3 separate regions of the Sus scrofa genome follow, and all the other regions are linked to region 1. The links are chromatin contacts, called in public promoter capture Hi-C maps. All regions are on one chromosome and are shown on one strand. The core of a region is the stretch at or near the end of the contact, and the rest is flanking DNA. Distances in the headings are between cores, read along the strand shown. Region 1 holds the start of SAAL1 (protein SAAL1). Region 2 holds the start of TSG101 (tumor susceptibility gene 101 protein). Region 3 holds the start of SPTY2D1 (protein SPT2 homolog).

What was found. Promoter capture Hi-C pulls out the DNA fragments that hold promoters and counts their contacts.
Region 2: a promoter capture Hi-C map of fetal liver shows a contact between it and region 1, with 3 times the contacts expected there. The contact joins the promoter of TSG101 here to the promoter of SAAL1 in region 1. A contact is called at or near these places in 1 of 5 promoter capture datasets (fetal liver) and 2 of 2 datasets of contacts at active chromatin or transcription factors (alveolar macrophages and skeletal muscle).
Region 3: a promoter capture Hi-C map of fetal liver shows a contact between it and region 1, with 2.1 times the contacts expected there. The contact joins the promoter of SPTY2D1 here to the promoter of SAAL1 in region 1. A contact is called at or near these places in 2 of 5 promoter capture datasets (fetal liver and liver).

What each region holds. Positions count from the first base shown.
Region 1 is chr2:41,027,347-41,030,468 of Sscrofa11.1, reverse strand. It overlaps SAAL1 (protein SAAL1), which reads right to left and starts at 1,796. Exons shown (of 11, transcript XM_013994508.2): 1 at 1,618-1,796. The coding sequence starts at 1,749.
Region 2 is chr2:40,671,787-40,674,839 of Sscrofa11.1, reverse strand. TSG101 (tumor susceptibility gene 101 protein) reads right to left here and starts at 1,653. Exons shown (of 16, transcript XM_021083264.1): 1 at 1,471-1,653. The coding sequence starts at 1,512.
Region 3 is chr2:40,580,458-40,583,462 of Sscrofa11.1, reverse strand. It overlaps SPTY2D1 (protein SPT2 homolog), which reads right to left and starts at 1,647. Exons shown (of 6, transcript XM_021083260.1): 1 at 846-1,647.

The DNA.
Region 1 (3,122 bases), core at 547-3,046:
CTGAGCTGGATTTGGTGTTTTCAGGGCTAACAATCTTCAGAAACACAAATGGAGATGAATAAAGGCTGTCCACAGTACTTTTCAAGTAATGATATCCCCAAATCATTTAGAAGTCACAAAGACAGCATCTTCAAAATATCTTCTCTTGTAAAAAGCTTATTTTAAAAAAAATTAGGGAGTTCCCATCATGGCGAGGTGGTTAACGAATTTGACTAGCATCCACGAGGACACAGGTTCAATCCCTGGCCTCGCTCAGTGGTTAAGGATCTGACGTTGCAGTGAGCTGTGGTGTAGGTCACAGACACGGCTCGGATCCTGCATTGCTGTGGCTGTGGTGTAGGCCAGCAGCTACAGCTCCGATTTGCCCCCTAGCCTGAGAACATCCATATGCCGCAGGTGTGGCCCTAAAAAGCAAAAATAATAATAATAATACCCTGGGTACCTTGGGTAAATACTGTTGTTAGGCACTGGGGTAGAAATGCAAAGATGAATAAGATTTAATCCCCTGCTTTCAAATAGTTTAGGATCTAGTGGGGAAAAGACACACAAACTGATACAACAGAAAAGGCAAAGAGATTCAAATGAATTACGGACAAAGAACTGTAAGAATAAAAATGATGGACCAATGACCTAAGTCTGGAAGAAGTCTTCCCAGCTTCTCTTAGGAGGTGATAATGAGGCTAAATCTCTGAGGAGGAAGTGGAGTTTTCATGTGAAGAAGAGAGAAGAGCGTAAGAAGAAAATACAAGAGTTCAGAATCAAGAAAGGGCCTAGCATGTGTGGGGAATGTTGAACAGTTTAGTGTGTCATGGGCAGGTGAATCTGAAAATGTTGCAAAGAGCCCAAGCAAAGAAAGCTGCATTTTTCTCCTGAAGGCAAAGGAAAGTATGATGAGTTCCCAAGGACAACTTTTTTTTTTTTTTTTTTTAATTCTGGCAGCTGTGTAGAAGATGCGCTAGAGAGGACAGTGATTGGAAGTAGGGGAAAAAGTAAGGGAAACATAAGAACGTTCACATTTACTGAGAGGCTCCTGTAAGGCAAACACTATGGTAAGCACTCTATGACCACTATAATATTAGTTCATCTACACATTAACCCTATATAAAATAACATATATGTTATCATCCCACTTTATAGAAACCGAGAAAGAAATCGGCTAGGCGACTTGCTCAAAGTCACACAGGGCAAGCCTCGCTTTTGGTATCTGGGTTGTACGACTTCAAAATCGGCATTTATTCTACAACTTTAAGTCCAAGAGATTTCTCAGTTAGGACCTGGGATTCCAGAATTACAGTGGAATGGCGAGCAAAAACCTAGCAATGTGTTTACATGGTCATGTTTTTTGGAAAATTTGCAAAAGTAAAATATTTTAACTGCAAGCATTCAGCATCCCTGCAATTACAATTCCTTTTGTGTTGGGCGTAACAGGGAGTGGATCCCGGCAGCTTTGGGGTCCGCGGAGACCGCCAGGACGCAAGGGGTGAGACCCAGCCTCTGGGGCCTGGGAAGGGGTCGCCGTGGGGACCGCGGCTCCCAAGGCTGGAGGGGGCCGCCAGAGGCGGGGCGAGAGTCTAGGGGAACGTACGATGAGCCCATGAGAGGCGCGAGTTTCCGCACCTGGATGAGCCTGCTGAGGACGCCGAAGAGCCAGTGCTTACTGTACACGGTGCTGCCAATGCAGTCACCCCCGGCCGCCTCCTCTTTGTCCTCGTCCCCACTGAGCGGCGGCGGCGAAGGGTTTCTGTCCATGACGCCTCTGGCGCGCGGGAGCCGCTCCGGAAGCCGCGGGAGGAGGCGAGAGGCCTCGAGGTGCCAGAGGGCCCGGCGCGGCTCCTGTCACAGCGCCCCCTGTTGCCCGGCACCCTAAGTGCGGCCCAGTACGCCCATCAGGCTAAGGGTCCGCCCAATATGCCCATCAGGCTGGGAAAGACTTGATGGTCCTCAACGCTCTATCCAGGACCTCAGTGCAGTTATTTTCATAATTGTTGTTTGTCACCCTAACTGAACCAGCTACTCCATGTCTCCAGGAGCTCTTAGCTTGATTGGAAGGGACGAGAGTGGAAGGCAGGAAACAGGACAATGACCGGTACAGATGCAAAGCTATCCGCTCTCTGATCTCTGGGCAATATTACCACTCTCATCCGTTTCATTCTTCCCCCAGGTGTGATCGGAACCCTGGGAAAGACGAAAGTCAGCAGTAAGAACGTCAGTATGACAACTCCCTGTACATTCAGTTCCTGCTTCTATTTCGTCGGTTGGTACTCAACCTCAAACCCAGTGCTCCCCTGCACCCCACAGCAAATATTTAATGATACCACTTAACTTTAACGAAATGAAATTTACAGATCATTAACCTACCTCAACACGTAATTTCAATAATTTCAATACGGTTTCCTTACAAAAACCAAAAATAAAATTAATTTAAATAATATGTATGTTAATGTTTTAAATGTTCAGGCACAACTGTGCTAGAAGGCACAATAAAAATCTCCAATTTTGTTCCATATACATTAAAGCACTGTGAGCCCAACATTTGTAAATGCCGAATGACAGAGTTGTGGTTCCATCAGGACCCTGCTTCTCAAAATCATGAACAGATGATGGTAAAATTTCTACTGAATTTAAGTTCCAGTTACACAGCAATAGCACTTGTAGAAGTTCTAAAGTATATTAAAACTGGAGAAAAAACACTCTGTTAGTACATAAAATACAATTGGATCCTTGGCTCAAATAATTATAAACGTTTTTTCATCTTATGTGCAGGGGCAGACCCGAGTTTTGTGGGGCCTGAATTATGCAATTTCACAAGCCCCTTTTAGGGAGAACAGTACAAACGTACAAATATTAAATTAGTTACAATAGGAAATATTTATTTAGAATGAGAAAAAAGAAATCACAGCAAATTACCAATTTTAAGTAGCCAAAAAATACCTTAAAATGAAATTCAGAAAAATATCCAACTGTTTTTATTAATAAGTGGCCTGGCAGACTTCCACAATCCTTTTTCTTTTTTTAATGGACTTTATTTTTGGAGCAGTTTTAGGTTCACAGCAATCATAAGCAGAAGGTACAGAGATTTTTCCATAGAACCCTTGTCACCACTCATGCTTAGCCTCCACCGT
Region 2 (3,053 bases), core at 404-2,903, 360 kb after region 1:
TAAAACTTATGGTTACCCAAAGGGGAAACCATGGCAGGGAGGGATAATTAGGAGGATGGGATTAACATATACACCCTAGTGTATATAAAATAGATAACTAACAAGGATCTACTGGGAAATCTACTCAATATTCTGTAATAACCTATATGGGGAAAAACGATGGATATTTATGTATATTTGATTCACTTACTGTACACCTGAAACTAATACATTGAAAATCAATACTCCAATAAGTGTTTTTTAAAAAAAATTAAAAATCAGTATTTGAAGAGTTCCCTGGTGACCTGGCAGTTAAGGATCCTCGCAGTTGTCACTGCTCTCTGGCTTGGGTCACTGTTGGCGCAGAAAAAGCATGCTGCAGGCGGCGCCCAAAAAGCGCCAAAAAACAAACATAAATACCCCATTACTTTCTCTTTAGAAATTATTGGCTTTTCGATCAAAGACTAGGGGGATTATTTTACTGGGGGAAAAAGTCTACTTTTCAAATAAATAAGTTCATGAATAACAGCGTGTTTTAATAATATTGAAAATTGCTTAAACCGCTTTCTACCATTCTTGCTTTGACAAAAGTACCTAAGCTAACCCGTTTAACTGGAGAAGACTGAACTTTCAACCACTTCACATACATCTTATTCCAATTAGCTTTGGTAAATTGAAAAAAACAAAACAAAACCCCAAGTTCACTCTGGTACCAGGTGCCTCATTTTAAGTGGTTGTCAAAATAATTCACAGCTTTAAATACAAAATGCCTATCGGCTTTTTAAAAAAAATGAAAGAAATACATTGGTCTTGAGCTGTGGAAATCAAACATTTCAAAACAAATAAATTCGCGTAATAAGAAACATACATTTAAGGGTAGTTATTCTCAGCAAATCAAAGTAATGGTAATGGAATTCTATTTATTCACCTGTGGTAGTGAGGTACAGGTATTTTGGCTTTTCAAGGCGTTTTTACTTATAATTGAACCAATGCAACAAACAGTTACTGATCTCCTGCGGGTCGGCTATTGAGCTGCGTGAGGAATACAAACTGAAAAGGACACAATCTCCGAGGGCGGGGAGGGAAGGGCGAAGACAGACGAGCCCTACATTGGGACATGAGTGGAGAAGTGCCCCAGACCGAGAATTAAGTTCAAGCCCCTCTTTGTGCTGATATAAAGTAAGACGAAACTATTCTGCCCCTCAGACTGCTCCAAACTCTCTCTCCCCGAAGAGAGGAGGGCGGGCGGCAGGTGGCAGGCGGCCTCCGCTCTGCGCCTTTGTTGACTGTCGCCGCCCCCCGCCGGCCCCGGCCCGGGAATTCCCCGCACCGGGCGACAGGTTTCCCGGGACTGGGAGCGTCGGGGGCAGCCGGGGACTACACGGGGCTTCGGGCCCGCACCGGGGGCTGGCTAAACTGGTCGGGCAGGCCCCGGCGGCGCGGAAGGGAGCAGTGGGCGCGCGCCGAGCGGCGAGCGCGCCGCGGCCTCACCTTGGACACCATTTTCTTGAGCTGGCTCTCCGACCCCGCCATGGCTGCCGCCTCGCGACTCCCGTCCCCGCAGGCAGAGGGTCAGCCGCTCCGGGGCCGCCCCAGGCCGCCCCACACAATCGCACCGAGGAGCCAGCCCCCCACCCCCCCCTCCTCTAACTACAGGAAGTCGAGTGCTACCACAGAGCTTTCCGCTTCCGTTACGTCACTTCCGAGGTCGGCGACAGAGGATGGGCGTGGGCTGGGCTTGTTCTGGCAGGGTCAGGTGCTGCAGATGAGGGCAGACCTCTTCCGAGGGTGGGAATTTGGGCTGAGGTGAGCTAGGCAGGTTATTCACAGTTGCCCTTAGACCGAGAGAGCAGGTGCAGGGACGGGAAGAAGCGCGATTATCTTGCCGGTAAACTTTAATGGCTGATTCATCAAGTGGGAAAGCACTAGACTGGAGTCAGAAAACTCTTCTGCCACTGATTTCTGATAATAGTAGGCAAGTGCACTGTTAGCTCGGGCTTCAGTTTTTCTCCCACTCTAAGATGAGAGGCTTCTTCACTAGGTGATGCCAGTGTCACTCTGATTATCAGGTTGTTTTTCATTTTTAAGCTTAAAAATTCACCATACTACATTCACAAGGGCAAAATGCAGAGCCCTCGTTTCACAGGAGACCATCCCCTAAGTCAGACCTTCTCCTCTGTGCCCAGACATAGGTGATAATACAGACTGCCTTCTACCTTGGACTCCGTGTGTATACCAGGCTCTCCATTGTCAAAGTTCAAGTCTTTGCCCGCAGGCACATCTTCCGATCTTCATCGCCTTGTACAGTGCAAGAGTACATACTGTCTCAACTAAATTTCTACTACCCTTAAAAGTTCTTAATGGTCATTTATATTAATCATTATTATTGCACATCACCACCAGCTTTATAAGTACAGTGCTGTTCAAGGTACTGTAAAGCTTGGGTTTGATGGTGTAAAGAATGATTATTTAGGTGATTTAAGCATAGTGCTATGGAAGAATAGGCTTTGGTATTCTCTTCTAAATTGACATCTAAATGAAGGTCACATACACAGAGGGCCTAACTGAAGACAGGTGGAAGTATCATTACATTGATTGTGTGTGTGTGTGTGTGTGTGTGTGTGTGTGTAGGTATCTTTTTTTGGATATGAACACCATATATTGGTTAACCATACAGCTCCAGTCAAACCATAGGGCAGTCTAACCATACAGCTCCAGTCAAACCATAGGGCAGTCTATCCTTCCCTGCACCTTTTTTATGTCACTTAAATGTGGTTTTCAAGCTATTCTTAAAGTCAAAACTTAGCCAGGAGAGCTTTCAACTGCAGCAACTCTGCTTTTATCAATTAGAAGAGCACAAATAATACATTGTCTAAAAGTTTTCTTGTTAGGAAATACTTTAAAGTTCTAAAACAATTAAAATCCAATCTCAGAGGTCCCTGGTGGCCTACCAGTTAAGGATCCGGCATTGTCCCTGCTGCGGTCAGGTTCGATCCTTGGCCTGGGAGTGTCCACATGCCACGGGCCTGGCAAAAAAAAACCAAAATCTTCATTTTGCACTTAAGCTACTTAAA
Region 3 (3,005 bases), core at 398-2,897, 450 kb after region 1:
CCACTCACCAGGTTTCACGCAACTCTACAGCACCCAAAACAGGGGTCACTAAGCCTAAACAAGCCAAACCCGCTCGTCAGAAGGTTCCCGCCTCGCGTCTCAATCCCGTCTTGACCCCCCCCCCAGTTACAGAAGTACATGCCAAAGAGAGAGAAAAAACAAACAAGCAAACAAAAAAACCTATGAAACAAACAAAAACCCCCCAAAACCGGCGTCCAGATCTTTCCTCTCCCAGAGCCGATAAGAGGATGCCTGGAAGTTCCACGAACCACACAGTCCAAACTTGAAGACCAAACAAGAACTTGAAGCACTCCTACAGTCGCGCTCCGGCTGGTACTTACTGGCACATTATTGACACCCTGTCCTTTGGAAGCTATCAGGAGAATCTCCCTGAAGTCCATTCTGGCCGAGGCGGAGAACTGGGCCAGACGCTCGGAGAGCGGTGGAAACACGCCTTACCGAGGCGACCAGCAACAGCCGAATGAACTGCTTGGCTAGCCTCTCTCCTACCCCTCCTATGCAAGACCACTTCCGGCGCTTAGCAATGCCGTCTGCCCGCCCCCTTCCCTTCAGCGCCCAATACCATTTCAGGTCCGCCGCTTCCCTCGCGAGTCTTTGGTGTAACTTCCGCTTTTAGGCTCGAGACACGTAGAAACGTACTACGTGGCTGCTGGCGTCGGCTCAAGGGGGCGGGTCTAATCCTTACATGTAAGGAGACTCGGCCTGGTAAATTACGGGGTGTGGCTAAAGACAGCGGCTCTCCTAGCAACCCTGGCGCGAGGCCTGCCGATTTTGCTCGTTGTGAGCTCTACGTAGGGGAAGCAAGGGGATGAGGGATTACCTACCCGGCCTGGGTTCCCTGGGAATCACGGGTGGATGCTCAGGTTCGAGACGGCGGCGCCCCAACCGCCAAACCGACAGGTCTCGAGCAGGGGTTTCAGTTACCCGTTTGTAGGTACTCGCGGAACCGCGCAGGCGCACACGGCCCCGACTGTCTTGGGTACACATTACTCATCGCGTGCTGGCAGAGGGTGTGTGCTCACCTCCTACACTAATGCACGTGTGCCGTGTACAGGGGAGCCCGCTTACAGCTTTAGTCTCCTTTAGATAAGCCCCGCGCGTAGGGCAGGCAACAGTGTTTTGTTCAGTGGATGAAGAAATTTCTCACATACAGACCCAGCCTGGATACACTTGGCGCACTGATGAAATACAAATATGCCCCATATTCATATTAATATTCTTTGGGAGGCCAGTTCTGAGTTCCTTTAAAGAGTCATCTGGGGTAGTTGTCTTGTGGTGTGGCGGATTAAGGACCCAGCATTTTCAGTGCAGCGGCTTGGGTGGCTGCTGCGGTGCGAGTTCCATCCCCGGCTGAGGAACTTCCGTGTGCCCTGGGCTCGACCTTTAAAAAAAAGAAAAAGAGAGGGGAGGCGGGGGAGAAAGAGTTATCTGAGGTCAGTAAAATACACTAATTAGGCAGACCTGGGTCTGTGGGTAAGAACAAGCCAGATTGGCAGCAAACAGTAGGGATATTTTGGTGTGATGGAAATTCTTGGAAACTGGATTGTGCTGATGGCTGTGCTGTTATTTTACTAAAAAGTCGTGCACTAAAAAACATGTGAATTTTATGGTATGTAAATTATCTCAGTAAAACTGTTTTAAAAGATTAGGCAAAGCCTGTCTTACTATTTCAACCCAAGTTTTAATGCTGAAGCGTGGCCCTGACTACATTTCTCCATTTAAGGCTGCCCAAGCAATAGACCAAGATTAAGTTTTTATTCCCTCTGGGGAGCCCCACAGAGCACATTGATCTCGGATGCTCTGTATTCCTTTCAAATACATAACTATCCATTTTAAGTAGTTTACACTTGCAGGAGACCAACTATAAATATTTCACCCTCTGGAGATTGTGAGTTATATGGGAGCTTGGGTCTAATATATTGAAAAAACAGATGATAGGTTCCTCATCTCTTAAAAATTAAAACTAAGATTTTACAATGTCCTTCCTGTGGTTCTCTATTCAGAGTCATCATTTAGTGGTTAACAGATCTTCAAGTTAACACCATAGCTCATCAGAAATGAATCCGACTAGTATCTATAAAGACACAGTTTCCATCCCTGGCGTTGCTCAGTGGGATAAGGATCTGGCAACGCCGTGAGCTGTGGGGTAGGTTGCAGACTCGGCCTGGATCCCATGTTGCTGTTGCTGTGGTATAGGCCGGCAGCTGTAGCTCCACTTGACCCCTAGCCTGAGAACCTCCATATGCTGCAGGTTCTAAAAAGACAAAAAAAAATTTTTTTTAATCTTTTTTGTTTTTTTTTTTTTTAAATGTCTGCATCTGCAGTATATGGAAGTTCCCAGGCTAGGGATTGAATCCAACTCCTCTGGGACCTACGCCACAGTGCAGGGCCAGGGGATGAAACCAGTACCTCTGCAGCAAGCAGAGCTGCTGCAGTCCAAGCAGCTTTCTTAACCCACTGGGCCACAGCAGAAACTCAGAAGATCAAAATCTCAATGCTGCCCTATCCTGTTAAGAACTTCTATGATTGACCCTGGCCCTCTTTAACATCATCAGCCTGATTCTATCATTCTATTAGAAGTGCCAAACTCTTCCACTCCAGGCCCTCTCCAAATAATCCCATCTGCTTGGTATGCACCCTTTAACCTTTGCCGGGCCAGCTCCAACTCATTGTTTAGCACTCCATAAACTTGTGGTGATTGGTTTTCAGGGTTCAAGCCCCAGCCTTCTTGAATCCTAGCTATTGCAGGACCTTAGGCAAGAGCTTCCCCTCTCTCTGTACCTCAGTTTAGGATGGTAAAATAGCAGTGATAGAATTGCTGTAAAATATTGCATATAAGAACTGTAAATTAGTACCTGGCTATTACAGGATAAGTTGTATGTCCCCCCAAATTCATAATGTTGATAGAAATAAGCAGTAAACAATCCATAATAGGAATAAAAAAGGTTTTATTCAGGTCAAACTACAGACTACAGCCCAAGAGA